Regions from separate parts of the Mus musculus genome. Here all the other regions are linked to region 7. A link is a contact called in public promoter capture Hi-C data. All regions are on one chromosome and are shown on one strand. Each heading gives the region's core, a stretch centred on a gene start, on an enhancer-like site or on the middle of the called end of the contact. The rest is flanking DNA. Distances are from core to core; before and after follow the strand shown. Region 1 holds the start of Lsm14b (LSM family member 14B). Region 2 holds the start of Polr3k (polymerase (RNA) III (DNA directed) polypeptide K). Region 3 holds the start of Ss18l1 (SS18, nBAF chromatin remodeling complex subunit like 1). Region 4 holds the start of Hrh3 (histamine receptor H3). Region 5 holds the start of Mtg2 (mitochondrial ribosome associated GTPase 2). Region 6 holds the start of Pcmtd2 (protein-L-isoaspartate (D-aspartate) O-methyltransferase domain containing 2). Region 7 holds the start of Ythdf1 (YTH N6-methyladenosine RNA binding protein 1).

What was found. Promoter capture Hi-C pulls out the DNA fragments that hold promoters and counts their contacts. Capture Hi-C pulls out chosen DNA fragments and counts their contacts.
Region 1: a contact with region 7 is called in a promoter capture Hi-C map of pre-B cells, with 4 times the contacts expected there. The contact joins the promoter of Lsm14b here to the promoter of Ythdf1 in region 7. A contact is called at or near these places in 2 of 39 promoter capture datasets (liver and pre-B cells) and 1 of 484 Hi-C or Micro-C datasets (the G1E-ER4 cell line).
Region 2: a contact with region 7 is called in a promoter capture Hi-C map of pre-B cells, with 6 times the contacts expected there. The contact joins the promoter of Polr3k here to the promoter of Ythdf1 in region 7. A contact is called at or near these places in 4 of 39 promoter capture datasets (3T3-L1-derived adipocytes, liver and pre-B cells) and 1 of 9 other capture datasets (liver).
Region 3: a promoter capture Hi-C map of pre-B cells shows a contact between it and region 7, with 5 times the contacts expected there. The contact joins the promoter of Ss18l1 here to the promoter of Ythdf1 in region 7. A contact is called at or near these places in 3 of 39 promoter capture datasets (liver and pre-B cells), 2 of 484 Hi-C or Micro-C datasets (CD4 T cells and the G1E-ER4 cell line), 1 of 115 datasets of contacts at active chromatin or transcription factors (memory CD8 T cells) and 1 of 9 other capture datasets (liver).
Region 4: a promoter capture Hi-C map of pre-B cells shows a contact between it and region 7, with 4 times the contacts expected there. The contact joins the promoter of Hrh3 here to the promoter of Ythdf1 in region 7. A contact is called at or near these places in 4 of 39 promoter capture datasets (liver, pre-B cells and stem cell-derived epiblast-like cells) and 1 of 484 Hi-C or Micro-C datasets (regulatory T cells).
Region 5: a promoter capture Hi-C map of pre-B cells shows a contact between it and region 7, with 5 times the contacts expected there. The contact joins the promoter of Mtg2 here to the promoter of Ythdf1 in region 7. A contact is called at or near these places in 3 of 39 promoter capture datasets (the C10 cell line, liver and pre-B cells) and 1 of 484 Hi-C or Micro-C datasets (the G1E-ER4 cell line).
Region 6: a promoter capture Hi-C map of liver shows a contact between it and region 7, with 2.9 times the contacts expected there. The contact joins the promoter of Pcmtd2 here to the promoter of Ythdf1 in region 7. A contact is called at or near these places in 2 of 39 promoter capture datasets (embryonic stem cells and liver) and 2 of 9 other capture datasets (adipose tissue and liver).

The regions. Positions count from the first base shown.
Region 1 is chr2:180,023,537-180,027,054 of GRCm38.p6, forward strand. It overlaps Lsm14b (LSM family member 14B), which reads left to right and starts at 1,451. Exons shown (of 10, transcript NM_001372364.1): 1 at 1,451-1,776; 2 at 3,099-3,262. The coding sequence starts at 1,650.
Region 2 is chr2:181,862,490-181,866,033 of GRCm38.p6, forward strand. Polr3k (polymerase (RNA) III (DNA directed) polypeptide K) reads left to right here and starts at 1,871. Exons shown (of 3, transcript NM_025901.3): 1 at 1,871-2,080; 2 at 3,457-3,544. The coding sequence starts at 1,970.
Region 3 is chr2:180,040,959-180,044,022 of GRCm38.p6, forward strand. Ss18l1 (SS18, nBAF chromatin remodeling complex subunit like 1) reads left to right here and starts at 1,525. Exons shown (of 11, transcript NM_178750.5): 1 at 1,525-1,910. The coding sequence starts at 1,842. It overlaps Psma7 (proteasome subunit alpha 7), which reads right to left and starts at 1,506. Exons shown (of 7, transcript NM_011969.2): 1 at 1,320-1,506. The coding sequence starts at 1,415.
Region 4 is chr2:180,103,019-180,106,217 of GRCm38.p6, forward strand. Hrh3 (histamine receptor H3) reads right to left here and starts at 1,389. Exons shown (of 3, transcript NM_133849.3): 1 at 884-1,389. The coding sequence starts at 1,133. Gm46782 (a long non-coding RNA gene) reads right to left here. Exons shown (of 3, transcript XR_001783600.2): 3 at 1,502-2,036.
Region 5 is chr2:180,068,769-180,071,886 of GRCm38.p6, forward strand. It overlaps Mtg2 (mitochondrial ribosome associated GTPase 2), which reads left to right and starts at 1,825. Exons shown (of 10, transcript NM_181424.3): 1 at 1,825-1,847; 2 at 3,026-3,118. Ss18l1 (SS18, nBAF chromatin remodeling complex subunit like 1) reads left to right here. Exons shown (of 11, transcript NM_178750.5): 11 at 1-1,433.
Region 6 is chr2:181,836,259-181,839,522 of GRCm38.p6, forward strand. Pcmtd2 (protein-L-isoaspartate (D-aspartate) O-methyltransferase domain containing 2) reads left to right here and starts at 1,596. Exons shown (of 7, transcript NM_153594.3): 1 at 1,596-1,726.
Region 7 is chr2:180,919,306-180,922,629 of GRCm38.p6, forward strand. It overlaps Ythdf1 (YTH N6-methyladenosine RNA binding protein 1), which reads right to left and starts at 1,631. Exons shown (of 5, transcript NM_173761.3): 1 at 1,379-1,631; 2 at 1,007-1,031. The coding sequence starts at 1,405.

The sequences.
Region 1 (3,518 bases), core at 201-2,700, 900 kb before region 7:
GTTTCTGCTTCTGTAAACTGGGGGAAGTCGTCCCACTATGGGTGTCTAGTGTGGTGGCTCATTCTCAAAATTTTGGCACATCAGAAGACTGAGGCAGGAGGTTAGAGACCAGTTTGGGCTGCACAGTCAGTTCCCCGCCAACCTGAGCTAAGAGTAAGACAGACCCCTGTCACAACTAAAACTAAAACTAAAAGAAAACAAAAAACAAAAAAACAAAACAAAAAACAGGCTCAGCAAGATGGCTCAGCGGGTAAATGCATTTGCTGCTAAGTGTGACCCCCTGAATACCCATTTCCGGGACCCATATGCTTCCAGGAAGCAGAGAACTCCTAACTGTCCTCTGGCCTCTACACATGTTGTGACATATGCACACACGGACACACATGCACATGCACCGAATAAGAAAATATTAAAATTTAAAATTGTTCACAACTATTCCCAGCATCCTCCGGCAGTGGTGGTAAGTTGATGTCACTACAGTAAGAAGTACGTTTTATGGCTCACATTTAAGAGAAATTGTTTCACAAAACAGTACTTGTTTTCACTATATGGGATGTTCCCTTATCTCCTCTTTCATTCTATTTCACGTTTATAAAATGCCAATCGCCACCAAATTTCTCATAGTAACTAATATTGGGCTCTAATCTGATGGTGGAGACTAACTGTAAATTAGCATGCGCTCATACATACAAAGTTACCCGCTATGCATGATGCGGAGTCAGCAACGCAAGAATGGGAAGCGATTTAGGGGGAAATCTCCCAATTTTATACTGCGGGCTGGGCTTTGGGCCGCAGTCTGAGGACGCGCGCACGCGGGCGGGAGTCACCCAAAACAGTCAGGGCTTATTTTAGGGATATCAGGCTTGGGAGCGCAGGGCTGCCCCGAGCTCCCCCTGCACTTTCTATTTCAGGGTCGCCCCCGCCGTGAGCGCTGCAGAACTGAGCAGCACCCGCCTGCCGGTTCCTTAGCCCCGGGGAGCAAGCGGGACTGAAGACGCACCTGGCCCGGCGCTGTCGGGGTCCAGCTCCAACAAACAAGAAAGGAAGACTGACAACTCCGCCCTATTAACACCTGGGCCAGAAGGGTGCCAGCGGCACGCGCGGAGGGAGGAGCCTGGCGCTCTTCCAGGTCCAGCCCCCGCCCCGCCCCCGAGTTTGCAAACAGTGGCCTCCCGCCTGCCCCGCGCACGCGCGCTTCGCCCCGCCCGCTCAGTCTCAGGCCCCGAAGCGGTGAGCGAGGCCCGCCGGGAACCGGCTGGGAAGACCCGGAGAGGCAGGTCCCCGGCCGGCAGCTTCCAAATGCGCAGGCGCGGCCCCGCCCACCGCCTGCGGCGCGGCCATATTTAAAGGGAGCCGGCAGCGAGGAGCCAATAGGCTGCGAGCGTACGGGGGCGGCGCGCGGTGGCGGGAGGCCCCGGATGTGGCTGCGGCGGCGCTCCTCCCCCGCTCCCTTCAGACTCGGGCTAAGCGCCTCGCTCTGCTCCCTCTCCGGTTCGCTCGTGGCCCGCAGGCCCCTAGGCGCGGCAGGAGGCGCCTCGGAGGCGGCGGCGCGGAGCTGCGCAGGAGTGGGAGGCCAGGCCACCGCGCGGCAGCGGAGCGGGCGGGGCCCGGCGCTGGTCCCCCGCGCCCTGCGCGCCCCGGCCGCCGCCATGAGCGGCTCGTCCGGCACCCCGTATCTGGGCAGCAAGATCAGCCTCATCTCCAAGGCGCAGATCCGCTATGAGGGCATCCTCTACACCATCGACACCGACAACTCCACCGTGGCGCTCGCCAAAGGTAGCGGCCCGCCGCCGCCGCGCGCCCAACTGACGCCCCAACAGCTCGCCGCCCCGCGCCTGCCCGCACAATGGTGTTCCCCGCTTCGGCGGGGGCTGTGGGAGGAGCGGACCAGGATCCTGCCGGTGTCGGGGGGTGGGGCGGCTTTGAAGCCGTGGACCTCCCCACCTGCGAGACGCCCTCGCGGGGCGAGACGCGCGCCGAGGCGGGGGGCCCGGGTCCGGCGCGCTCTCCTTGGAACCCCTTGGTAGCCACCGCCCGTCGAGTCGCGGTGCAGCCTCTCGCCGAGCTAGGGCGTCGGTTGAACTGCGGCTGTCCTGCTCTGAACTCTCCCGACCCTGTCCACTTGAGGGGTTGGTTTGATGAGAGAAGTCCAGAGTCGGTGCGCTAGTCGCGGCAGCGTGAGGGCCCAGAGCTTCTTTGTCTTCTTTCTCCGCGTTAAATGGGGCGCTTGTTTCCTTCGGCTCTCCAGAAGCGTGAGCGCCGCAGCCCGCCCGGGGTTAACGTGTTAGACCCTCGAGGGTGCAGATGGGAGGTTCGAGGCCAATCTGAAGCCAGCATGCTGCAGTCCTGGGCCATTCTCCTAAACCCTAGCCATACCTCCTATTTGAAGCGAGGCGCACAGACCCAGACTGGTGCTGCAGTGAAGGGCTCAGGGTTCCGGCTTTTTGTTCTCTTGAACTCTTCATGCTGCACTTGACGTGAGATCCCCTGTTGGAGAACCAGACCCAGAGTAGGCCCCTGTCCACAATAGGAGTTTGCTACTTAAAGCCTGCCACCAGATTCAGCTCAGCCCAGGAGTCTTGCCAAAGAGAGGTGTGCTAGCCTTCCTAGATCCATCCTGTCGAGGGTCCGTTGGGTCCAGGATTTCCTTATGAACATAGAAACTAATGTTGGGGGTCTGAGTTTGGAGATTTGTTCCCTTTGTTTCTGCAGCAACCATGGCCTGTTCTTTGTACCAGGGCTAGGGAGATTTCGTGCTTGCCTCAGAAAATCTCCTCAGCTGCAGCTTGTGATGAGGGCCTAAGGGTCCATCTGCAAAGTCAGATGTGAGAAAAGAGGTTCTACAAAGAGCTCTGCCCATCAGAGGGCTTTCACAGATTATCAGGGAACTTTGTGAAGCTTGGGATTCTACGGGAATTCTCATGTCAATTCCTGAACTACTGTCCCTTGTGGTCTTTGCCACATGGTGCTGTATAGGTATTGTCAGCGAGCTCGAGTAGCTGTTAGTTGTGAAGAGAGTGCTGTGTCAGAGGGCACTCTCTGTAGTCAGAAGCTTGGCCCAGGACAACAAGTTAACTGTCGTTTTCTCAACCCCTAAGTGAGGTCCTTTGGTACTGAAGACCGTCCCACAGACAGGCCTGCTCCCCCAAGAGAGGAAATTTATGAGTACATCATTTTCCGGGGAAGTGATATCAAGGATATTACTGTGTGCGAACCTCCAAAAGCTCAACATACACTCCCTCAGGATCCTGCTATTGTTCAGGTAAGTGTCGACGCTTCTGTGTGGCTGTGCCTTTACAAGAGAGGCTGGTTTCCCCTTGAAAGTTGGTGTCATCTGTTTGGAGCATTCAGCTTGAGGAATTGCCCTCTAGTGAACACTGGCCTGGTTTTCACCTAGACGGTTTCTGTTCCTAAGGGGTTAATTCATGCAGAGCATACACCTTACAGGGTTACATGCGCAGCATGGAGGGCCGCTAGGGAAAGAGACCTGTGGCTTGCTGTGCGTGAGGTACAGATGC
Region 2 (3,544 bases), core at 621-3,120, 940 kb after region 7:
CAGAATAATCAAACTCCAAAATAGCAATGGCTCTGAAGAGTCTTTAATTTTCCCTCTGAAATTTCACAAGCCAGGCCTCCATCTTCTGCACTGTTCTCAACATTATCTTCCAAGCTCCTACACAACATCTGACAGAGCTCTTAACACTGAGTGAATCTTCTAGCCCAAAGTTCCAAAGTCCTTCCACAGTCCTCCCCAAAACATGGTCAGGCTGTCACAGGAATACCCCACTCTGCTGGTACCAATTTGCCTTAGTCAGGGTTTCTATTCCTGCACAAACATCATGACCAAGAAGCAAATTGGGGAGGAAAGGGTTTATTTGCCTTACATTTCCACACTGCCGTTCATCACCAAGGAAGTCAGGACTGGAACTCAAGCAGGTCAGGAAGCAGGAGCTGATGCAGAAGCCATGGAGGGATGCTCTTTACTGGCTTGCTTCCCCTGGCTTGCTCAGCCTGCTCTCTTATAGAACCAAGACTACCAGCCCAGAGATGGTCCCACCCACAAGGGGCCTTTCCCCCTTGATCACTAATTGAGAAAATGCCTTACAGTTGGATCTCATGGAGGCATTTCCCCAACTGAAGCTCCTTTTTCTGTGATAACTCCAGCTGTGTCAGGTTGACACAAAACTAGCCATAAATATTTGGCTTACATGTCAAGAGTCCATTGTTTAGGGGAGTCAATGCAGGAACTTGCTGCAGAAACAGAAGCCATTACCATGGTGGGATGCTGCTTACTGGTTTGCTCCTCATGATTTACTCAGATTCTCAGATTGCTTTTTTCTCTCTCTCCATTTTGTTCTTAGACTTACTTAAGTGTATGAGGGTTTTTGTTTGTTTGTTTTTTTTTTTTTTTGAATGCTTGTTCGTGCACCAAAGACGTGCTTGGTGCCTACGGAGGTCAGAAGAGGGCATTGGATTCTCAGGAACTGGAGGTTATGGACGTTTGTGAGCTACCATATTGGTGCTGGGAATTAAACCAGTGTTCACTATAAGAACAAGCAACAGCTGAACTATCTCTTCAGCCCCATCATTCTGCTTTCTTATATCACCCAGGACCACTGGCTTGGTGGTGACACCGCCCCCAATGGGCTAGACCCTCTCCTACCAATTTTAACTCAAGAAAATGCCCCCAGAGACTTATTTACTGGTCAATTTATGGTGACATTTTCACAATTGGGGTTCCTCTCCCTGGATATTTAGTTTGTGTATAGTTAAAGCAAACAGAAAACAACACACACATACATGTGCATGTTGCAGAATGACTGCAGAGGATTAAAGAGGCAAGGAGTTTCAAAGAAATCTGAGAAGCCAGAGCTGGGAAATATAAATGTCTATAGGAAATGAGATAAAAGAGTCAGCTGGACGTCTGTGAAAAGGAGCTGCTGGTATTTGTTACCTGCAGGGTTGAGTCTAGCTGTGTAAGTGAAAGGGCAGAATGAAACTAGGTGAAGAAATGGCCAGATGGAGGAATGGCAGGTCCAGATAGGATATCGTACGTCAGTCAGACAGCAGTTGAGACGTAGTATTAACAATGGGGACAGTGTTCCTGGGACATTTGGTTATTTTCTGTCCGTTCCGGATGAGAATATTGCGGAGCAGCATGATCCTCCTGTAACACGTCCATGGCTCGGAGTGCGGCAAGTGTCTCCTCATCACCCAGAACCTCTCACCTGGGTACTCTGGTGGTGCCAGCATTATCGGTCCAGTCCTCTTGGCGTTTCAGCTAGGGAGACGTGTGCACACGCGCAGAAACGACAGGGCTGGGCGTGCAGGCAGCATGCTATTGGCTGGATGGGAAAGGATTATCTGCGGTGACCAATGGAGTGTGCGAGGCTGCCCGCCGCAGTGCCTACTGGGAACGTCTTGAGGATCCCGGGTTGCCAGTTACGGAGCAAGTGAGACGGCTTTTGATTGGGCGCCTGCACCACGGAAGCGCCAGACAGAAGCGAGGTGTGGAAGCTGGCAGTATGCTGTTGTTCTGCCCGGGCTGCGGGAACGGACTCATTGTGGAGGAGGGGCAGCGTTGCCATCGCTTCGCCTGCAACACTTGCCCCTACGTCCATAATATCACCCGTAAGGTAAGTTCCACAGACGGGTGCCTTCTCTGCTTTCTGGGAGGCACAGCAAGCGTCGGCGCGCTCAGACCTTCCTGCAGGCTTTTGTGCTCTCGCTGCGGTGGTACCCCAAGTCCAGCAGTCGCTGCTCCAGTGGCGTCGCTCCGGCCACGTCGAAGCCCCCCCACCCCCCTCTAGCTCTCCGTTGCCCACTTTGTGATACTCCGAAAATTGTGAGAATTTTAGTTCATACCTTTTAAACCTACACTCCCCTCGTGCTGTCCTTGGCGTACCAGTCCGCGCCTCGCCTCTGATTTGAAATCCTTGGGTTCTTCTTGTGGCTCTTTTGCTCCCAGCCCCTGTCGTTATTCTAGAGAATCTTCACCATGTACGCAGTACTGTTAGGTCCTTCCTTTTGCCCGAGTCATTCTTACACAGGCACATATCACACTTATTCATTCTCCGCCTTACCCCCTACCCCCGTGTATGTGTGCATGTATGCGTCTCTGTTTCCCTCTTCCTTTCTCTCTCCCTCTCCTCTTTTAAAATAATGGCTACCTTATTTAGATTCCTGCCCTTCTGGCTGTTTGTGCATGTCTATAATTTTAGCACTTGGAGAGGCTGCGGCAGGAGAATAGGTTCAAGGCTCACCTGGGCTGCATAGCACATAGACACGCACACACACGCACGCACAGGCACAGGAAACAAACCAAACCCCAGCACTTTCAGTTTATCCACATTCCTTTTATATTTTTCACAGAATGCATTGCCTTCTAATATTTTATATCCTTGTTGCTATTTTGTGTGTGTGGTGCTTGTGTTGGAGCCCAGAAAGCTGTATTTCTAGCCCTTGGTGTTTTGTGTACCCTTCAACTCTTGTTTTGTTCCTCCTTACCTCAGTGACTGCAGGTGTGCACCACTGGGCCTTGGTGACATCTCATTCTTAATGTTTGCTCATTAGAGCTGTATGGTAGGAGTTTAGAGTCTGGATTTGTGGTAAGATGAGTTGTGACATAATTTCGAAATTAGAAGGATGCCTGATAAACTTAGGAAAGCAGCCAAAATGACCTGGGGAGTGCTGGTATACCCAGTTAAATGTCTGTCACTCCTGTTGGATTATTAGGTGTCTGAGGGGTATGAGAGAAGAGTGAGGTTTTACTAGGCTGATTTTTCTTCCTGCTCTGTCTGGTGTTTCCTTCTGTTTCTAGAGACCTTTGACATTGAACCTCTGTGCTGTTTTGGGGGACATCCCAGTCACAAGACCCCTACATTTCAGTGACTCACACTGCTCTTTGAAGAAGATAAATTTTGTAGAGGGAATGCTGGAGGGAGATTGTAGTTTGGTGGCCCACTTGTAAAACTGTACAATTACTTCAAATCTGATGTCTTGTTTCTATTAGGTAACAAACCGAAAGTATCCAAAGCTAAAAGAAGTGGACGACGTGCTTGGTGGAGCAGCTGCATGGGAGAATGTGGACTCTACTGCAG
Region 3 (3,064 bases), core at 275-2,774, 880 kb before region 7:
GGTGCTGGAAACTAAATTCAGTACTCTTCAAGAACAGATCTGCACCCTTCAACTGCCAAATCATCTCTCCAGCCCTCCAACTTGTTTTTTGAGATAGGGTCTCACACTGAACCTGAAGCTCACAGATTCTGCTACACTTACTGATCAGCAAGCCCAGTGTATCCTCCTGCCTCTGCCTCCCAGACTGGGATTCCAGGCATGTCACCAGGTGCAGTGCAGGGAGCCACCTCACTGGCCTCACAGGTTTTTCTTTTGTTAGACGGTTTCTCACTAGCTGTATCTCTTGGGTTTGGAGTGATGGCTCAGCGGCTGCTCTTCCACAGGACCCCAGGTTCAATTCCCAGCACCCATATGGCAACTCTAGTTCCAGGGAATCTGACACTCTCACACAGATATATACATATAGACAAACGGCCAAACGCACATAAAAATAACTTTTAAAATAATAAATTAATAATGCACACACACAACCACAAAGAGTCTTTATAGTTTTAGAAGTCTTTAGGGTCTCTAGATTTAGAAGCCCAGGCTGGCTTTGTACTTGTGAGATTTTTCGAGCCTCAACCTTCTAAATGCCAGGATTATACAGGCCTGCACTTCCAAGCCCTGTCATTCCAGAGTTCTTGGGTGGATTGGGTCACCAAAAGCTTTGGGGTTTTAGTTTCAAGGAGATAAAATACCTGGGAAATGTAAGCGTTTCAAGACTCGGAACCACGTGTGTTCCGGAAGATCCGGTGACTCGGGAAAAACAAAAACCAAAACTAAAACTGTCTCACTGCTGGCGCTTACAGGTGTGGGGAGTCCTTTTCCAAACAGTGCTAAGGACTGAACAAAACTGGGGCGCGGTGAGAAGGGCCCACCGGAACCAGAACACGGCGTCGGTGGCGCATGCGGACCCGGAAGCAGCCTGTCACCATCGCAGGGCCGACGAATCGCCCTTTGTTCACAACGCCCACCTGGGCCTAGCTCGCAGATCCCCAAGTCCCCGCCGGCGCCGGCTACAGCCAGCCTCCCGCCGCCCGCGCGCACCTGCGGCCTCCGCCGTCCGCGCCGCGCGCACAGCACCAAGATGGCCCCGGCCCAGCCCCGGGGATGCGCTCGCCTAGATGCTCCGCAGTGGGGAAGCCAGAAAAAATCGCCCGGCTCTCCGGGAAGCGCGGCGCGGTCCCCGCGACCTGGTGCCCTTCCTACGTCGTCACCATTCAGCTCCCGTCACCTCCTGGTCCACCCGCCGCCAGCAGATAGCGCGGCCCCCGCGCCCAGGTCTGCGTGCCCCGCTTCCTTTTGCACCCCGTCGCTCAGGCCCCGGGCCGGCTCACCGCGGTGGAGCCCTTTTTGACCGCCTCCTGCGCGTACTCCACTTGGAAGAGGTGGCCGTCGGGCGAGAAGACGGTGATGGCGCGGTCGTAGCTCATCACTGCGGACGCACTAGCTCGGGCCGCCGCCGCTCAAAAGCGCACACTCACCGTCAGCGCCCCGCCCTCCCGGGCCACGCTGCTGGCGTCTGGCGTCAGGGGGACGTGCGGCACGGCGGGGCGGGGCAGGGCGGGCGGAACCACCGAAGCTCAGCACAGGGGGCGGTGTACCGGCTACCGGCTGGACGAAGAGCGCAGGCCGGGTGCAGGGGGCCTCCGCGCGGTATCCTGACCTGGGAGGCAGTCGCGTAAGGCGTGGGGACGCGGGGGACTCGAGCGCGCATTGGCGACAGGCAGGCGGGCGAGCCCACGGCACCGCGCCCCCCGTGTCCCCGCCCCCGCTCTGCGGAGAATGGGCACCTCGGGCCGCGGGGCGCAGCCGGAGAATAAACCCCAATGATCACGGGCTGAGTCCGCGCCACCACCATGTCCGTGGCCTTCGCGTCGGCGCGGCCGAGAGGCAAAGGGGAGGTCACTCAGCAGACCATCCAGAAGGTGGGCATGGCCGAGGGGGTACAGAGTGCGGGTGGGCGCGGGGCACGAACAAAGCCGGGGCACAGCCCGCCGCACGGAGCCCTGACGGCGGCTCCCCGCGCCCCCAGGAAAGCCTGCGCCAACTTTGCTGGAGGCACTGGCAGCGGGGGCCCGGCGGCCGCAGGGGGTGGGGACCCCGGAGCGCGTTGCGCGTTCTTCTCCCAGAGCGCCCCAGGCAGCAGACGCAACAGAGCGAGACGCCAGGGCCCGCGGCCCCTCCAGCCGGGGCGGGGGCTTGTCGCGCTCTGCTGACAGCCGTGGTAGCGACGGTCGCGCGCCTTTGCGCGATGCTTGGCGAGTGGAGAAGGGGGAGCAGGCAGCCTGGAGGCGCGCCGCTGCGGCGAGCTGGCCGCTCTTGTGAGGTACTGCGGTGCCCTGCACAAAGGAACGCATCCAAAGTGTGCGTGCCATTTCCAGAGCCCGCACCGCTGTCCAGAGCTTGCTGCACGCGGCGGACTTGAGGCTAGCGCAGCCCCGCCCCCGCTCGGGCCACTGGGTATCCGCGAGCCTCGCCTTCTGCACCCTGGCTTCAGACACCGCAGGTTTGTCCTGCAGTCTCTCAGTTTCATCCTTTAGTTTGGGCCAGTTTCTCAGAGAAGGCGTTTGCGTGGGTGTGTGGACGTCTTTAACAAAAGGAAGCTTTAAGTTTTGGCTTGGACACTTTAGCTTCTTACTGTTTGCCTTCGCGGTTCCAGGCATCTTTCTTACGCGATGGCTTTTCCTAATTCTGGTTCCTTTTACAGAATTCTTGAATTCTTTTGAGCCAGTTAGTTCCCAAAGGAAATTGGCCTCTCTACTCCCTCAGAGGCTTGTGGGGATTTTCTTCGCTTGTCGCCTGTTTCCCAGATCACCCTTGCTATCCTCCTTAGGAACATAATGGTTATCACTGTTGGCAAGTCCTAGTTAGCAGGGGAGATTATTGGAGGAAAGCAGAAATGCAGGTTTTATAGATCTTGCCACATTTAACTTTTTGCAGAAGTGACTTAGTGAAGGAGGCTACAGAGGCTACGTGGTAAAGCTAATAGTAGCCCTTCCGTGTGGCTCCACAGGCTGCTGTCTGTGTGGCCATGAACTAGGAGCCTTGGTTGGTGGAGGGTGGAGTACTCCACACATTG
Region 4 (3,199 bases), core at 139-2,638, 820 kb before region 7:
ATTTATCCTCCTAGTCACCCTGTCCCCCTACAACTGAGCAGCTGCCATCCTCCAGCCCATCAATGTCTTCTGGACCTGGTGGCAGGAGGAAGGACCTCCACATAGGGACCTCTGAACACAAAACCTGGGCTTCTGCCAGCCCCACCAACCGCCAAAAGAGGAAAATGGGATATATGTCCTCCCTGGCTTGATTGGCTCTGGAGCCGATCATCCATCTCTACCCTGGCTGTTGGACAGCCTCCCTTCTCAGCTTAAAAACCGAGAAAGCTTTTCTCTTGGCTTAAAGGGTTCTTGGCTGCAGCCGCGCCAGCCGCTCTCACCGCCCAAACCGGCTTCCAGCGTCTGGGAGACGCAGCAGCTCGCAGCCCCAACAGGTGTCTGGCGCTCCGGCCCCCACCGCGAGCCCCGCCCCCCCTCCCCCAGTTGGGAGCAGAGCTTGGACACGTGAGAACGAGCTCCTCGGAGCATTTCCCTCATCTCACCCCCCGCCTTCCCTACGGTCCCCTTCCCCAGCACACCTCCCCAAATCCCCCTTCCATGTCCCCTCCCCCCCAGCGTCCTCCCAGCATCCTGAGTCCGGCGCCGCTGCCTTTGTTTGGTTCGGCGCAGGAGCCAACGCTGCACCGGCGGTCGCTGCGCCTTGCGCCTTGCTGAGCGCCCGCCGGCTGGGGCAGCCTCCCCGGGGACATCCCTACCTAGCCCCCGTCTTGCGGCCCGGGAGGCGAGGAACTTCTCCCGCGCCCACCATCCTAAGGTTTCTAGAGCTCCTCTCCCAAGGCCGAACCCCTGAGAAGCCACCCCAGGTCGAAGCGCCAAGCCCCATTGCCCAGCCCGGGCTCCGCGCCCCTGGACTCTGGCAGCGGACAGGGTCTGGGGGCTTTACCCACGAGGAAGTCGGAGATGGCGAGGTTGAGCAGAAAGAAGTTGTTCTGGGTGCGGAGGCTCGAATCCGCCACGAAGGCGAGCATGACCAGCGCGTTGCCCAGCACTGTGGCCACGATGAGCAGCGCCATGAGCGCAGCCAGGACAGCGGTCCAGGCAGCCGAGAAGCCGCGCGCCCCGCCTGCAGCCGCCGCCTCTCCGGCCAGAGCGCCCGACGCGTTCATCAGCCCGTCGGGCGGCGCGCGCTCCATGGCCCAGCAGGCTCACAGGGCTCGGGGACACTGGGCAGGGCAGGGGCCGAGTGCTGGGTGGCCGGGCGGGGCCCCTGCTCTTGAGCCTAATCTTTGCCGGCTCTTCACCCAGCCCGGTTTTCCGGGGGGCGCCCGGAGCATGGTCCGCGGGACCGGAGCGAGAGCCGAGTCTGGAGTCCGGGAGGGTGATGCAGAGGGGGCTGGTATCGGAATCTGAGCAGAGTGGGGCGGGCTGCGCGGCTGCTGCAGCGAGAGCAAAGCCGAGCTCCAGCCGCCCGCGGCGCGTCGGTGCACCCCTAGCTCAGCGCGCAGCCAAGTGCGCCCCGCGATCGGCCCGCCGCCCCCCGCGCCCCGCGCAGAGCCCCCGCCATTGGCTGGCGCCCTCGCCCCGCCTCCGTCCCGCCTCCGCCCCGCCCGGCGCGGGCAGCACCACGGACAGCGCCGCGTGCCCGCCGGCCGACTAGAACCCCTGCCCCGGTGCGCACCGTGGCTGGCGGAGAGCCCGACTCGGGCAATAACCAGCTACAGGGCTGGGACCATGTCTGAGGTCGCACCTAGAAGCTGGTCCCTTGGCTATCCGTTCGCCCTCGTGCCCTCGCCCCTGGTGACCCCTGCCCGACCCTTGTCCGTAGCTCCTAAGCTTGTCAGGACCTAGGACACTGCCCGGGTGGGGTGGAGAATGGCTGCCCCGCAGCTCTAGGGAACTTGCGCCTCAGGACTCCCTTTCGCATCTTGCTTTGGGCAAGTAGGTTTCTGGGGTAAGAGATGTCCAAAGAAAGATTGGGGAGGGGTCCCTGAAAGTGATGCCGGGAACAGGGGTTCTCTCCAGCCTCATATGCACAGAACTGTGGGGTCTCAATCTCCACGTGGTTAGACAGAGCTCAGAACAGGGTCCAGGGTGACCTGCAAGGCACACACAGATGTGGAGTTACATAAGGGAAGAACGAGCCTGAGCGGACCCAGCCCAGAGCTGAGAACATTCACCCAGAACTCAGCGGCAGTGGGTGGAGGGGCGACCCACAAAGCAGCTTGGTTCGGGCCACGAATGCCCCCTGAGATACCTTAGTGGGGTGGTCACTGCTGCAGGGGACAGGTGAGGTCACTGAGTTCTGGGTGCAGCCGGGGTGGTGGCAGCTGCGTTAGTGCCTGTGGGAGGGGGAGGAGGAAAGCCGCCGGCCCCCCTTCTCTGACACAGATACTGGAGGTCAAGGACAGAGTCAGCAGCAGAGGCTCCCTGAAGACAGACAGACACACCCACGCTCTGACACACAGACATTCACATTCAGGGAAACAGCCACCCAGCATCAGGCTGGGACCCACGAATAGTCAGACAGCAGACAGACAGAGAACAGTGCCCGAGGGAGAGGGGAAGCAGTGACTGTCCTCTGTCACCAACAGCACACATCAGTGGATGCCTCAAAGTGGACAGAAATGTAGACGGTATGAGTGTGGGGGAGGGGGACCCCAGGCACCGCTTCAAGCACCCCACACTGACAGCCAGAGGCTGGTCATGTGAGGACCTGCCCCTCCCCCACCCCAAGTGGTTCTCTGAGAACTTTGGGCAGTGGGGACTGGCATTTCTCTGTTCCAGCCTTGGGGATGCTGGCAAAGAGGAGCCTCTACCCCAAGCCCATAGTCTCAGCCCCCCAAAGGCACCCTGGAAGCTTCTATGGGGGAGGGGTAAATTCCAATGTATCGTCTCCAGAAAGCCTTCTCTGATCTGCTCTTACAAGCAAACCCTTCGGCTCCCCTCCACAGCACACTGACTGTGTCCAGAGGCTGCACTGGGTTCAGGCACTTAACTAGAGGTCAAAGTAACATGTCCTGGAACTGGACAGCAAGATCCAGCTGAACTGGTGGGTACAATCAAGCCTGCCCTTCAAGCCTGTGTGTGGCCTGAAGGGCTTGGCAGGGCTCACTCTCCCAGTACTGTGCAGCACCTCCAAAATGCTTCTTTCAGCTGCTCTCTTTCTTCCCGTGAAAGTGAGTAGAACCGGACATGTTGCTCAGAAATCTCAGAGCCCTCAGGAAATGGGGTTGGGAGGGAATTTAAAGGGATCTTTAGA
Region 5 (3,118 bases), core at 575-3,074, 850 kb before region 7:
CCACGGGCATGCACCACCACATCTGTTTTCAGCTGATAGTTTTTAAAATATAAAACTTACCTGTAGCTCAGTAGTAAGGCACCTTTGTGGAGTTTGCTTGAATTAATCTTGACAGTCTTGCTGGAACTTACAGTGCAAGCTCCATTTACTTACAGGAGAATCAAGGGCCGGATCAAAGGACTTGTCTGTGTCGGCTGCCGTCTTACTCTAGGACATTCTCCCTCTCCTTGGGACCATTATCAACAACCATGGGCATATGTGTCTCATAGGCACAGGGTTTAGGAAACACACAGGCAAGGGCTGACTACATGACGGCTTTAACTTTACAGAAACAAGTTTCTGATCGCTACATGGCAGAAGTATTAGCAACTTGATTTTAGGGACTCATCATCTCTTTAGCTCCTTCCCTTTCTGGCAATTTTTATAAAACTAGCCTACAAGCTCACTTGGGGGCTAAATATCCCATTGAAAATGTCGAAACATTTTAAGTAACTGTGAAATGGTTTTTATTCCTTGCCAATCTGGGAATATGCCTTTTATGTATGCATACATGTGCAAGTGTGTACGTGTGTGTGTGTGTGTGTGTGTGTATGTATGTGTGTGTATGTGTGTATATATATGTGTGTATGTTAAAGTGCTGTATTAGTGTGTATGTGTGTGTGTATATGTAAAGTGCTGTGTTAGTGTGTGTTAATACTTTTTGAAAGAAAAGAACACTTAAAATATGTATCACCCCAAAAGTTCAATTTGAAATGTCTTACATTAAGAATTTCTTGAATGTTGTGTATATATTTTTAAAAGCACTTTGTGAAATAGTTTGTACATTTATTTCCTAATTTATACCTGATTTTGGTGTTAATATATTTAATGATTAATATTGTTTATTTAATGTTTTATTGATTTTTATGTAATTTTGTGGGGGAAAGTGATGCCAGTCTTTTTCATTGCCTGTATTATAGCTTTTCTTCTGTAACATGAATGTTTGAAAAGTCCTAGGCTGAAATGAACCCTTCGTGCAGGTGTGGTTGACTGTGTTTTGTTTTCAATGGTTCCTCCTACTGAAGGCCAGAAAAGATGCAAAGGGAGATTTGGAAATCGCTGCTCATTCTTCCTCCTGTTTCCCAGCATCCGTTCAATACTTGGTGAACTTGACCACTGAGGACTGGGGTTTTCAGATGTGCTGACCACTACGCGCTGCGCTTGTCAGGGGCTATGGGTGGATGGACATCTCTGCAGACTTAGCATATAGCACAGTGGGAGATGGGAGATGTCCGCAGAGGCACTGGGCAGACACAGGCCTGGCCCAGAAAGGAGGTGTTTTCCTTTCCTGTTGTACCTGTTCTCAGACGTGGGCTTCAGTGACTGAGTGTCCGTTCAAACTTGTAAAAAGAGGAAGACTTTCCATTTCCATTAAAACACTTTTTTAGCCATTACCTCATTTCTGTTTATTGAGCATGTTACGTCTGTCTTGTTATTTGTGAACGAAGTACAGTTTTTAAACACCCTATCATTTTCACCCTTGTTTGGTTGGTTGGTTAGACGGAGGCGCACTGTACAAACCTATGTGACTCTCAGACATTCCCGGCCTCTTTTTCCCGAGACTGGAATTAAAAGCGTGCGACCCGGCACCTGGCTTTTTCCTGGTTTTGTGAGACAGGATCACTGTGTGTCTCAGGCTGGGCAGGAATTCACGGCGATCCTTCTGCTCAGCTTCCTTGGTGCCCAGACTTTGGCTTTGGAGCCACAGAGACCACGGGATTCGGGGGGCGGTGCCTCGCCTTCCGGTTTGCTGCTGCACTGCGCGTGCGCGGCCAGAGCCCGACCCGGAACCAGTCGAGCGAGCGGAGGTGGGAGCTGTCGGGAGCGGGTGGGTGCGGGCGGCATTGCACGGGTGTGCGTTCTCCGGCGGCAGGCGGCGGGCGGGATGACTGGGCGGGATCTCTCTCTGTGTGCGGTGGCTCTAATGAGGAGAGCCCGTCCGGCCTGATCGCCGTAAAGTTGGTTTCTGAAAGACTCGCTCTCGCCTTAGCTTGAGCGTGATGGCGCACGCTTGTAAGCGCAGCTTCCCAGATGAGACAGGTGGATTTCTAGGAGTTCGAGGCCCGCCTAGGCCACATAGTGAGACCATGAACAGAAAACAATGGCAGAAACGTCCCCTTGCCCAGCTCTTTTGGAAAGCCTTTATGGATGCGCTACTAGGGTAGAGGCTCACCTGTTAAGATGCAGGCGCCGCAGTGTGTCGCCTAACTATGGGCAGTTGAGTCTTCCTGAGTCCCCGCCTCCGCGGCTTTGTAGAGGCATTCTTTTAAAGATGAGGTAAAGAAGCATTCTGCACACTAAGGATCGGTAGAGATGCGCCTGGGGTGCGAGCAAATGGCCTTGTTCCTACTCAGAAATCTAAAGGACCAGCATGGAACAGTTTCGGAGCTGTCGGGAGGTTTCCCTGCCTGCATGTGAACCAGTCTGGGACCTTGAGTGCTGGGTCGGGGATTGGGTGGGAGGTGGCAGCTGTCCCTCCAGTCAGTCTGTCCCACAAGGCCCCATAGGGCAGGCACCCAGACAGCAGCGTTGTTGAACGCGTGCTTTATTTTGTTTTTGAGACAGGCTCTCCCTTGCTGGCCTGGCACCCAGATGCCTGTCTGGCTTCCGGAGTGCATCTGCCACCGCACACAGCAGGAACACTTACCCCCACCCCCGTGAATGGCATATAATTAAGTAAAAACCATGTAATGTGAGTTGTCAGGTGACAAAATGATACTCCAGTTTCTAAATGTTTTCCACATGAAGAACGAAGTAGATCACAAACATATGTAATGAAGTGTAAAAGTATGTAGCAGAAACAGTAATGCCCGCGTGGGATTTAATATCCGGTAGCAAAGTGAAAATGGAATGCTTAGAATTAAGTTAGTTAACTGTGAATACTGTTAACCAATTGTGCTTAGCCTATAAAAGAATAACACTGAAGAAATGAAAACATTCCTCAAGAATGCTTTTTTTTTTCCCCCTTTCTCTTTTTTTAAGACAGGTTTGCATGTGTCTGGCTCCCTGGCTGGCCTTGAACTTGCTAAGTAGTAGAAGATGACCTTGAACTTCTGACCTTCCTACCTCCACCTCCTGA
Region 6 (3,264 bases), core at 346-2,845, 920 kb after region 7:
CACTGCCAAAGTATGACCTTAATCTCCTGGTCCTTCTTCCTCCACCACTAAGTGCTGGCATTACACTTGTTTGCTGTCACATCTTCTAAGACGTTGCTTAGTTCAGTAGCAAACTGACAAACTATTTTCCAGAGTATCTTTATTATTGCTCATTCCCACCAGCAATGAAAGTGATGTGCTGCTGTTGCTCTACATCCTCACCAGTATTTGGTGAATTATAGATTTTATAAATTTTGGCTATTCTAATAGGTGTGTATTGATATCTCATTGTTTTATAAATCTGCATCACCTAATGACAAATTATGTTGATATGTTCATATGCTCATTTGCCATCTGTATATTTCCTTTGCTGAGTCATATGTTCATAGCTTTTTCCCGTTTCTATTTGTGCTGTTTATTTTCTTATTGTTGAGTTTTAAGGATTTTTAGAAATCCTTTATCAGATATGTGTTTTGGGAATATTGTTTTTCAGTCTATGTCTTACCTTTTTATTCTTCTGACAGTATATTTTACAGAGAAATGATGCCAGTGTTAAAAAGATATATTTTACCTTTAAGTGTGTGTGTGTGTGTGTGTGTGTGTGTGTGTGTGTGCACATGCCTGAGTGCCTGCAAAGGCCAAGTGTCTTGGGTACTGGAAATCAAATTTGGAAGAGCTATGTCTCTATTATTTTTACACGTGGATGTCTAATTATTCCAGCATCTTTTGTTGAAAAGACCAGCACTCCTCCATTGAATTGTATTTGTTCTCTTATCAAAGGTGAGTTTACTATATTTGTATAGCTCTAACCTAAGTTTTGTATTTGATAGCATCAATTTATTTCCCCCATATGACTCTTGATTACTGTAATTTTAATAGTAAGTCATGAAATCAGATGTTGTTAGGCCTATACTTTTGTTTTGTTTTGTTTTTGATCAATATTGTGTTATCTAGTTCGGGTCTTTAGCCTTCCCACGCAAACTTTAAAAAATAGTAGAATCATTTTCTCCTCATTCGTACCACAATCAACTGCAGGTTGAGTGACTTTCTTACAGCTATTGACTCAGGCGTCCAGACTCCTTCCTTCTTGACACTACTTCCTTCAACATGTACCCTCCAAGCAGTATAGAGGAGATGTGCAATCCCAATGAAATAGAACAAAAACTCAGAACAATCTTGAAAGGTAGCCCTAAAGATCACTTAGACTTTGGTCTATTTTGTAGGTTTCTTAGAAGTGGCCAGAACTGCTGGTTCAAGGTTCAAGTGTGCAGATGGCCATCCCCTGGACCAGGTAGCCTGGCAGGGTCAGGGCCGGCAGTCATTTGTGTTGTAACTCCTGCAGGAGAGTGGACCCAATCTATCACTCTTGTTTCTTAACTCCTGCCTTTTCTACTGTGGGGGCTTTGTCCTTGAGTGGACATAAGCAGGCAAAATGCCCTTCTCCCGTCGACACGCCAGCATCTTCTCATATCATTAGGCCGGGATATGCTCGGAGACCACCTAGTGACTGACCAATCAGGCAGGGACACACTTAACTCAAACCAGTGGGTGGAAAGTGGCAGGCTCGTGGGCTGTGCCGTTGCCCCTTTAAGAGTGTCCTCCAACCGCACATGCTCAGTTCAGGTAGAGCCCGCGCACGCGCAGAGGTAGCAGCGGATGTTTACAGCGGCTGAGGTCCGTCCGAAGCGACAGAAGCGTCTGAAGAACTGCTCTCCGAGACTCAATACGGGGGCTGCTGAGCGCCGAGGTAGAGCCGTCTCTGCCCCTCGGCCCTTCCCTCCATATCCCTTCTCCAGCTCTGGTTACCCGTTCCCCAGCGTCCGTGTATCTTACCATCTCCGAGAGTTTCGAACCCCAGCGCCTGTCACCCCCGCCCCCCCATCTCCCTGCCCAGCACCTCCCTCCCCTCCAGCGTGCCCCCCCACCCCCCGCCTGTTGCTAATTCTGGGATCTGATTGCTCTAGTTCTACAACCTATTTCTAATTAAGTAGGAAATGTTTGCAATTAGCTCAAGGGCAAGTCGGGCATTGACCATGATTGAAACAAATTATACCTAGGGTGGATATTGGGAAGAAGGCAGAGTATCCTACAGAGGAGAAAAAAAAGACCCCTTTGGGGAAAGATCTAAAGTAGCTGGAGAGAACCCCTGGGGCCTGGACCCTTTGTTTCTTTATTAGGCCTGTGCCTCTGCCATCAACTCCGTCATCTTGAGTATCTGCCCTCTGCTCTCTTGGGCCCTGCACTGTTGTTCTCTGTTCTTATTGAAGACATTGCTAAAGTGGGCTCCATTACGTCTGGTAGGTTGTCTCTAGAACGAGGTATTTAAGAGGCTCAGCACTGATTATATATAAAGGGAATTGAAGTGGGCCCTCTTGAGGTGGTGGCATTTGGTCTCTCCTTTTGCCCTGGCTTTTCTCCATCCTCCTCTGAGACCTTGCTGGGAGACTTGGGAGAAGGGACTCATTTTTCTTTTTTTCTTTTCTTTTCTTTTTTTTTTTAATTTCGGTTAGTCCCAAAGCTTTTCCACGCACGAAACAGTAGGAATTGTCCCTAGTCAGTACATACTACTGGTCAGCTTTCATTCAGATGCAGACCACAAGTGATATGCATTTGAGGCACACCCTCCAAGAGTTCTGGTTTTCAAGACAAGAAGCCTTGGCTATTTTCCTCGTTCTGCTGGCAGGATGATGGTTTAGAATACATGTTCCTAGCAAGGTATCCCCTAAGAAAGTGACATCCACTTGACTGTGGGCCAGCTGTCGCAGTTTTTTCAAACGCAGTATAGATATGAAACAGGGTTCTTTAGTCCAGCTTCACTTGTGTTGTTGTTGTCCACTTGGGGTCCTGTGCTGCTCAGTTTTTTTCCTATGCCCTTTTCTTCTGTTGGCCTGTGCTAATCAGTTCTGAATGGGAACTGTAATAAGCATTACAGCAAGTAGCAAAGTGTGTATCGTAGGGTAGTAAAGGAAGGACAATCTCCTAAAAAATAGTTCTTTGCTTTCAGTTGGAATCTACTGCACTGCATTCTTGTGCAGTGATACTGTTTGGTTTGGAGAGAGTATTTTCAAGTATGTTTTAGGGCTTTCTTTCTTTCTTTTGACATGGTGACTGATCACATCTATCTCAGCAGCAAGTAGTGATGCTTCTATGCAAGGCAATATTAGATTGTCAGACAAAGCTAATACTAAGTACCACACTCTATCATTATTCACCCACTCTCCACCAAAAGCAATTGATAGGGCTACCTTGGTGTTCTGTGTAGTCTAGAGAATGATCTACAATAGT
Region 7 (3,324 bases), core at 381-2,880:
TTTTAGCAGATATGATCTTTCAAAATGGGCACACTCTATAGAGAGCTGATGTTTACATGACTAGTTAAATGGCATTGCACAACTTTTCTTAAATTCCTTTTTTTTTAAAAGTAAAAATATAATCATAATTCGGTCAGATGTCATTTTGTTGCAACCAGACTTGGAGCCAGTTTTGTGATTTCCCTCCCCACCCCCCGCCCCAAGGTGGGACCGAACCCAGGGTTTCCCTATTCCAATCCAATACTCTACTCCAGGCAAATAGCGGACACATGCTTTAAGAGCCTAGTTATGCAGAGATCTGAGGGCAGGATGCTCAGCTGGAAAGGGCTGTAACCTAAGCTTACTATCATCTGATTCTCCACTTACTTTCCACTGTTACAGTGCACAGCCAGGAAAGGAAAGGAAAGGAATGGTAAATAAAGTGTTGGGCCTTTTCCAATCTTAAAACACGATGAGCCATATTTGGTTACACCCAAGTAACAACAACATGCACTGGTTAAAAACAGTCTTCCCAGGATTTAGTGTCACTCTGGAGTTCTCATAAGAGTTTTGGAAGTTTATTACAAGCCAGAATATCACAGGAGATAACAATAAACTTACAATGACTATAGCTAAGGATGGAGGGCAGGGCCTCCGGATCCACAGCTAGCTGGCTGACTCTCCTCCAGAGCCATCCACTACCTAGCAACAGAGGACCAGTCAGTCACTCAGACCTCTGCGAGGCCGTCTGATCACCATTTCTTTCCCCACCAGGTAACTGTTCTGGCAGGGTCAAGGGGGAAATTGCAAAATATTATCTGAACTACTCCGGGTACGCCTTTATTTTTCTAGTTCCCCTCCAATCTGTCAAGTACCCCGGAAATAGAAACTTTCATCTCCTCCAAGCTTACGGGAGGAAACTAAGTTTCAGATCCCAGGCTGGCTTGGTGGACTTTCTCTGTCCACACGGACTGGCGCTGCCCCGTTCTCCTCTCAAGTCCGGACAACTTCCCGGAACTCTCCTCACCTTTATTATCTTGTCCTTTTGTTCTCTGCATCGCCGCAGGCCAGGATATGCGGGTGGACACCACCCAGCCCGGGAAAGGAAACACAAAGTTACTATCCGAAAAGAACGCTACCCGGAGGGCGACCCGACCCCGACCGGGCCTCCAGATCTCCCACACTTTGATCACAGCCAAGCCCAGCGACCCCGCCATTGGACCCCAGAACCGTGGCCCGGCCTGGTATTCAGATCTTCGACCCGGCCTCCCTGTTCCCAGTCCGGACCCCGCACCCTAACCCCAGCTCAGCCTCCAGGTCCCCGGCGCGGCCCAGACCGCAACCTGTCTTGCCCTGTCCACGGCCTGCTCTCGTGACCGTGGTCCCGAGACGCCCCTACCTGGGGGTCCACGCTGGTGGCCGACATGCTTCATGAACAGCGCGGCGCGGGACCCGGGCGCCGCCGGCTCGGGCCTCCCACGAGGCCGGGCCTGTCACGCCGCGCGCGGCCCCGTGCCCCGCCGCCAACTCCGCGGGTGCGGCCGGGCGCGGCGGCAGCTGTAGGCACGCGGGCCGGAACAGCGGGAAGCAGCGGAAGGTAGCGGACAGGCTGAGGGGGCGCCGACTCCAATGGCGGCCGCGGCGGCTGGGACGAAGCTACGCGACGTCAGCGCGCGGGGCAGGCCGGGAGCGCCGTCGAGTCGCCACCATTGCGCCTGCGCACCGTCGCTCCTCGCCCAGGATTTCGCGCTTGGGACTCAGTCTCGCGCTGGAGGGGCGGGACCGGACCGGATGGGGCGGGGCGACTCGAGAGTCACGTGGGGCTCCTGGGGCGGCGCCTATTGGGGAGACGGTGTGAGGTTGTAGTTTAGCTACACCTGTCCCAGAGTTTTGTGGCTGCTGGGCTGGCCTCCTAGCCTGCCCCGTGACAATATGAACCTGACAGGAGTGTGCCAGAATAACCAGTATTCGCGTTAGATTCTGTACCTGATTCCATCACCCAGGGTAAAAACAAGAGGACTTTGAGGAAAGCTAGACGGCCCCCTTTGGGTTCCACGTGGGGAAAGTTCATCCGTCAAAGAGTCTCCAACAAAGAACTCACCCCATTAGCCATTTAGCCATTCACTTTCAGGCAAGCTCTTTGCTCAGTGAACCTGCTACCACACACAGACTCCTCCTCCCTGTTCCCGTCGTTAAAAAAAGTTTTATTTGAGGTTTAGAGCAATGGCTCAGTGCTCAAGACTACTTGCTGTTCTTACAAAGGACCTGGGGCTAGTTCCAACACCCACATGATGGCTTACAATTCTCCAGTCTCAGGGGTTCCAGAACTCTTTTTCTGGCATTGAATGCACGTGATGCATATATAGACAAGCAGGCACACACACACACACATAAAATAAAACAAATCTTTTGAATGTAATTTTAAAAAGATTTATTAATTTTAATCTTATGTGTATGAGTGTTTTGCCTGCATGTATGTCTATGCACTGCATGTGTGCCTGGTGCTCAAGGAGGCCAGAGGAGGGTGTCAGATACCCCAGAACTGGAGTTATAGATGGTTCAGACCCCAAAGTGGATGCTGAGAATTGAACCTAGATTCTCTAAAAGAGCAGTAAATGCTCTTATACCTTGACCCTGAGCCATCTCTCCAGCCCCTTTAAAATAAATGTTATTTGTATGAGTGTTTTGCTTGCATGTATATATGTGCACTATAGGTGCACTTGGTGAATGTGAAGGGTCAGAAAAGGTGTCTGATAGCCTGGAACTGGAATAACAGGCAAATTTGTGACCTATCATGTGATTGCAAGAACATTGCTAGGGACCAAACCCCAGATGCATCCACACATCCCTTCTGGGGCATGTTTGGTCCCTGGATTTGTTGTAGTAAATGTCCTAGCTTCTGATGCACATCATCAATAGGAGGACACCAGAGCGAGGCACATGCAGGTGGATCACTGGGTTGAAGGGCACAGCTGTCAGCCATTTTGTAGATGTTAGATGTCCTCCAGGGAAGCTGGGTTGAAGTTTCTGTTGAAGAGCTGATGGATGGAGCCCAGAGGCTATAAGCTCTGTATTCAAGTAACACCTGGCTGGAACAAGCCTTTGCTGTGTGCTGGGCTTGGTTCACTCAACAGCTGGCCCTATGAAGGCCAGCCGTGAGGACACCTATCCATGCTGACAGACACAGATGCTCAAATGAGACAGCCCCTTCTCTATGAATGCCCTCTTGAGAATGAACAACCTCCCTGCAGCAGACCTCCTTCTGGATACCCTGCCCTTCCATACTTTCTGGGTGTCTAGTTTTCTTCCAGGAAACCAGCTTGTGATCTCAGGGCTCCTGCTCTT